Regions from separate parts of the Zea mays genome. Here region 2 is linked to region 1. Evidence: chromatin contacts called from public Hi-C data. All regions are on one chromosome and are shown on one strand. The core of a region is the stretch at or near the end of the contact, and the rest is flanking DNA. Distances in the headings are between cores, read along the strand shown.

What was found. Hi-C and Micro-C count contacts between places; a contact is called where the count stands out from the background.
Region 2: a Hi-C map of bundle sheath shows a contact between it and region 1, with 2.2 times the contacts expected there. The contact joins the promoter of LOC100285588 here to the promoter of LOC103635621 in region 1. A contact is called at or near these places in 5 of 25 Hi-C or Micro-C datasets (bundle sheath, ear, leaf and 2 more).

Annotation. Positions count from the first base shown.
Region 1 is chr8:103,441,327-103,444,026 of Zm-B73-REFERENCE-NAM-5.0, forward strand. It overlaps LOC103635621 (amidophosphoribosyltransferase, chloroplastic-like), which reads right to left and starts at 1,425. Exons shown (of 1, transcript NM_001323269.1): 1 at 1-1,425. The coding sequence starts at 1,279.
Region 2 is chr8:103,756,979-103,759,703 of Zm-B73-REFERENCE-NAM-5.0, forward strand. It overlaps LOC100285588 (ATP binding protein), which reads right to left and starts at 1,376. Exons shown (of 5, transcript NM_001158479.2): 1 at 702-1,376. The coding sequence starts at 1,094.

The sequences.
Region 1 (2,700 bases), core at 175-2,674:
CAACGACGCTCTTGCCGGTGATGACGCCGCGCACGGGGGCGAGCTTCAGCTTCACGGCGAGGTCCCGGATCGCTTGCGTCGGCTGGATGAAGCTGCGGCCGCTGTAATGCCAACGGATGAGACCCTGCTGGAACTCGAGCCCCGACGCGCGTGCGAACCCGAGCGCGGCGTAGAAGCCCGAGTCAGGCACCGGGATGACGACGTCGGCGCCCGGGGCAGGGGACTCCTCGGCCAGCGCCTGTCCGAAGGCGGTACGGCGCTCGTGAACGGCGTGCGAGAACACCACCGAGTTGGGCAGCGAGAAGTAGATGTGCTCGAACACGCAGGCGCGCCGGGGGCGGTGCGGGAGGAGGCAGGCCGAGGCGACCGACATGTCGCGGCGGTCGACCATGACCACCTCCCCGGGCTCCACCTCGCGCTCGTAGGTGGCGTCGATGAGGTCCAGCGCGCAGGTCTCCGACGCGAAGACGACAGCGCCGTTCCGGCGGCGGCCCATCACCAGCGGGCGGAACCCATGTGGGTCGCGCACGGCGAAGAGCTTGTCGGCCGTGAGGAACAGGAGCGAGTAGGACCCCGCGAGGCGCTCGCAGGCGTCGCAGACCCGGGCGAGCAGGGGCCGCGACAGCGACGTCGCGATGAGGTGGAGGATGACCTCCGTGTCCGAGGACGTGTTGAAGATGGACCCCCTGGCCTCGAGCTTGTTCCGTAGCGCCTGGTAGTTGACGAGGTTGCCGTTATGCGCCACGGCGACCTGCCCGAACCGGTACCCGGCCAGGAACGGCTGCACGTTGCGCAGCGAAGCGGCGGCGCCGGCCGTGGAGTAGCGCACGTGTCCGATGGCGGCGGGACCCGGGAGCGAGGCGAGCCGGGACGGGTCCCCGAACACGTCGGCCACGAGACCCAGCCCGGTAACGGACTTGAGCTTGCCGTCCCCGCCCACGGCGACGATCCCGGCCCCCTCCTCCCCGCGGTGCTGCAGCTTCTGCAGCCCCAGATAGCACAGCGACGACGCGTCCGGGTCGCCCACGACCCCGACTAAACCGCACTCCTCGCGCGGGTGGTCATCCGCGTCCTCATCCACGCCGTAAGAGAACGGGGTGACGCGGTCGGGCAGGAGCGCCCGGGCCGCCGCCTCACGCCGGCCGGAGCCACAGTGCAGCGAGAGAGGAAACGGACTCGCAGAGTACCTGAGCTGGTGCCGGTGATAGGTTGCGTGGTGGTGGAGGAGTCGGGACGTGCACGTGGCGGCGGCGGTGGTGGCGGCGGCGACAATTCCCATTTTTTTGATATGGACGGGATTGGTCGATTGGGGCGGGCGGCGGGGCGAGGCGAGGCGAGGGCACACGGGGTGATGAGCCTCTCCCGCTGCGCGTCAAGGGGCCAGATTTAAAAAGGTTTCCTTGGTGAGTGCCTGGCTGCCGCTGGATTAGGTCGGCACAATCGTATCTCCTATTCTCCTGCCGTCGCTGCGGTCAGCCGAATTTATAGTGCTGTGGACCCGACCAGCACCAGCAGGATGAGTTGACTCGATAATGCACAGTCAATACAGAGCCTATGGGCCACGGCCACGGCCCCAGGAAGTACGAGTATACGAAATTATGCATGGGCCGTGCTAAAACTCGACCCACGAAACTATACACAAGTACAAAGGCCCAGTTTTGCTGCAAGACGATGATGGCCTCGTTCGTTCCTACGGCTACAATCAGCCCACGCACCACCAGCAGTAGGCAGACAACGGCCACGCCACATCTGAATGCCTGCCTCCCAGCTACTTCTTTTCTTAAAAACACAGCATCACTGTTTTTTTTTCTTGTTTACGGAATAGTTATTTAGTCCCTTATATATCGTTCAAGTCTAATTTCATTCTTGAACTTTTAAAAATTGCTGTTTCAGTCCTCAAATTATATTTTTTAGGCTCCGTTTCATGTAGAATTAGCGAAGTAAACATTACAGTCCTCGAACTTTGCATTGCACTTTGGGTTCGATTTTGGCCTTAAACTATCAAGCACATTTTATTTCTATCCTTGAACTTCCCTAGTTCATGCATGAAATTAAGCTCAAAATATGAAGTTTGAAGACTGGAACGATCACTTTACTAGCTCTAGAATATATAACCTAACTTATTTTAAACTAAATATTAGTTCAAAATAAATTAAATTATGAATATATTATACTCTCAAACAGACAGATTCTTACACATAAATATCTTGAGTCGATTGCTTCCTCCTCTTTCCAACGAAAAGGTTCTTTCAAACCACCCTCGATTTTTCGCACTCGTCTCATTCACATCCCCCACACCACCACATCATCTTCTGTGAAACTGATTTTCTAAACTCCTCAATTTTTAAACCATTTGTTTTCCATACGTGTTTTGATGGCAGCTTTTGTTAATATGATATTATGTCAGCGCATCGGCTACAAGAGTAAATTGGACCGCGTCAATAGCTCAAGGGATAAACTGAACTATATTTTTTTTCCCGAAAATTGTCTATATGTTTTGAAAATATGCATTGAAAATCTTAAAGTTGTATTTAGTCATAGAAAATTTGATTTAGCTCAAAAGAATCTGAATCTAGTTTCATTGTTTTCCTAAAATAATTCTATATCTTATGGTGCCTAATTAATTTGGAATTGATTAAATCTTATATGAAGTTGTTTTGATGTTTATTTGCTAGTATATTATCTCGTTATTTATTATAA
Region 2 (2,725 bases), core at 126-2,625, 320 kb after region 1:
ATTGTCTCAGAAGACCAATAATTCCAAAACTGAAATTAGAACATTTTTTATTAGCATGACATGTTCCTATCATTTGATTTCAATTTTCACATATGCCTGGATGGGCAGACCGCAGACCTGGTGTTAGAGGCTACCACATGAGTTGGGCCTCAAGAAGGAATAAACCGAGGCAAGTCTTCCCACCACAAATGTGGAGATGCTGCTAGGAACCCATGACCTAGTGAGCTCTCGCCACTGCACCAGGCCTATCCTTCCTCACATATGCTTGGTTACTTACAAAATAAATAAACTAGAGACCCTCTATTTGCTACTTAAATATTTTACACTGTTAATTTCTTGCAGAAAGGATACCTTTCAGCATACAGTGTGTAAGTGTGCACAACATGATATTCAATATTTTGATTTGTACAACAAAGCATAGGTATAATGTATGCTGTAGCAACTAAAACTGTTATTATTAACCAAGGTGAAGCACAAAGGTAGGCACGTGTACTAATTGTGGAAACACGGCCATTTTAGGTGTTCTTTTAAGTAACTAACAAAAGGGTTGTGACCGAAATTATCTAACAAGTGTAGGCTTTCTCTGATGCAATATTATAACCAATATAACAGTGGCGCAGCGTAATGCCCACGCCCTGAAGCAAACGAAATCCTACTTGTAACACACAAACTAGCAAATGGCGAAACACAAGCAAGTGCACCTTGTCCCTGTAGAGCTGCTTGAGCTGCGCGACGCCCTCGAAGCCATTGTCCACGAGCTTCCTAAGGTTGCGCGGCCCCACACCAGGAATCCCCAGTAGCTCGACGCTCGTCCCCACCGCGGCGGCCGCATTCCCGCCCCTTATCCTCCTCTCCGATGGCACGCGGCTCCCGCCTCCCCTCCGACCCTCCTCCGCCTCCGCGTAGTCGTCCGAGCCACACCGCCTGGCGTCCTCGGCGGAGCAGAACAGCGCCCTCCGCGCCCCGGCCATGCCGCCAAAGCGCAGCCACGACGGGGACCGCGGGCCCGGGCGGAGCGCTGGGGAACCACCAAGCCGGAGCGCAAAGGGCATGGCAGCGGCGGCGTCAGTGACGGTGAGGGAGAGCCTGGGCATCGACGTCGGCGGCGGCGGAGGTTATCAATGTGGCTGGTCGCTAGGGTTTTTGGGTTGGGGGTTTTGGTCATCCCTTGTGAGCTGTGGGCTGTCCAGGTCCAGCTGTGTCATCGGGGAAGCAGGAGGGGAGCAGCCGAGGAAACTGGTGGCCACTCCGCCACTGGCCTAGGTGCGCGGGGATGGATGGCGAGTGCGCCCTCCCGTCCGTGACACGCAGGGCCGGGCCAAGCAATTGTTTGTGCGGGAACGGTGGGGCTTGTCGCCGTTTTGCGTTTTGCCGCTGAGAGGGATTTAGGAACGGTGGGCTTGCACGACAACTTGTTTCGGCATCCGATTTGAGCTTCTATACCTAGGTGGTATTGGGATGTGTAAATACTAAGGTGCTATTTGGTTCATATATTTATAACGTGAAAAATATATGATAACATTAAATTATATTTATTTAAGTTTCACCATAATCAGATATCACACTATAAACTGATACCGTCATATAAAAATTTGGCACCACTGGTAATCGAATCTCTACTAACTATTAAGAGCTCAACGTAGACTGCCCCCGCCCCCGCTCGCCCGACGTCCGGATTCCGCGCCACCGCAAACCATCCGCAAACCCCGCCAACCCGCCCTACCTCCGGATTCCGCGCCGCCGCAAACCGCCAGCCATCCCCGCTCGCCCGACCTCCGGATTCACCGCCAGCCAACCCTGCCCGCCAACCCCGCTCGCCCGACCTCCGGATTCCTAGCCGCGGAAGCAGCAGCAAGTGCGACCATGGTGGGTGGCGCCGGCGGGCGGGACCCGCTCGTCGCCTCCGAGATCCACGGCTTCCTCACCTGCGCAGGTCGCCCCGCCCCCGCACGAGGGCGGCCTTTTCTCCCTCCGTTTTTCTCTTCTTCTCCTTTGGTACTCCCCAACCCGCCCTACCTCCGGATTCCGCGCCGCCGCAAACCGCCAGCCATCCCCGCTCGCCCGACCTCCGGATTCACCGCCAGCCAACCCTGCCCGCCAACCCCGCTCGCCCGACCTCCGGATTCCTAGCCGCGGAAGCAACAGCAAGTGCGACCATGGTGGGTGGCGCCGGCGGGCGGGACCCGCTCGTCGCCTCCGAGATCCACGGCTTCCTCACCTGCGCAGGTCGCCCCGCCCCCGCACGAGGGCGGCCTTTTCTCCCTCCGTTTTTCTCTTCTTCTCCTTTGGTACTCCGATTCTGTTGCTCGTCTTGGTCCTGCATCTCTTCTTGATGTGGTTGGATTGAGCTCTGGAGTCTTAGGGCTGCTGTCGTCTGATGCCTGGAACTCGTAGGTTCTTCGAAGTTTCGCGGCTGCACACGCGTATTTGCTCATTTTCCTCCATATGAGCCTATGCGGTGTCCTGTTAGAAGTTGTTTGAGCTCTTTATGCAGTCGTGTTGCTTGATTGGATTGGAACAGTAGTGGTATTTCTGTACTTCTGTTGGAAACTGATCGAATGCACTGTGGGCGTTTGGCTGCTCAGTTTTCTTAGTTCACTTCACCTCGTCAACTGATTTTTTTCCAGCAGTTCCTTTCGCCAGATTTTTTCTGTGCTCGGTTTAAGCACTTATTAGCTTATACTTTATACTTGGTGTTTTTGTTGCTCTTGTTGTCCGTTGTTTA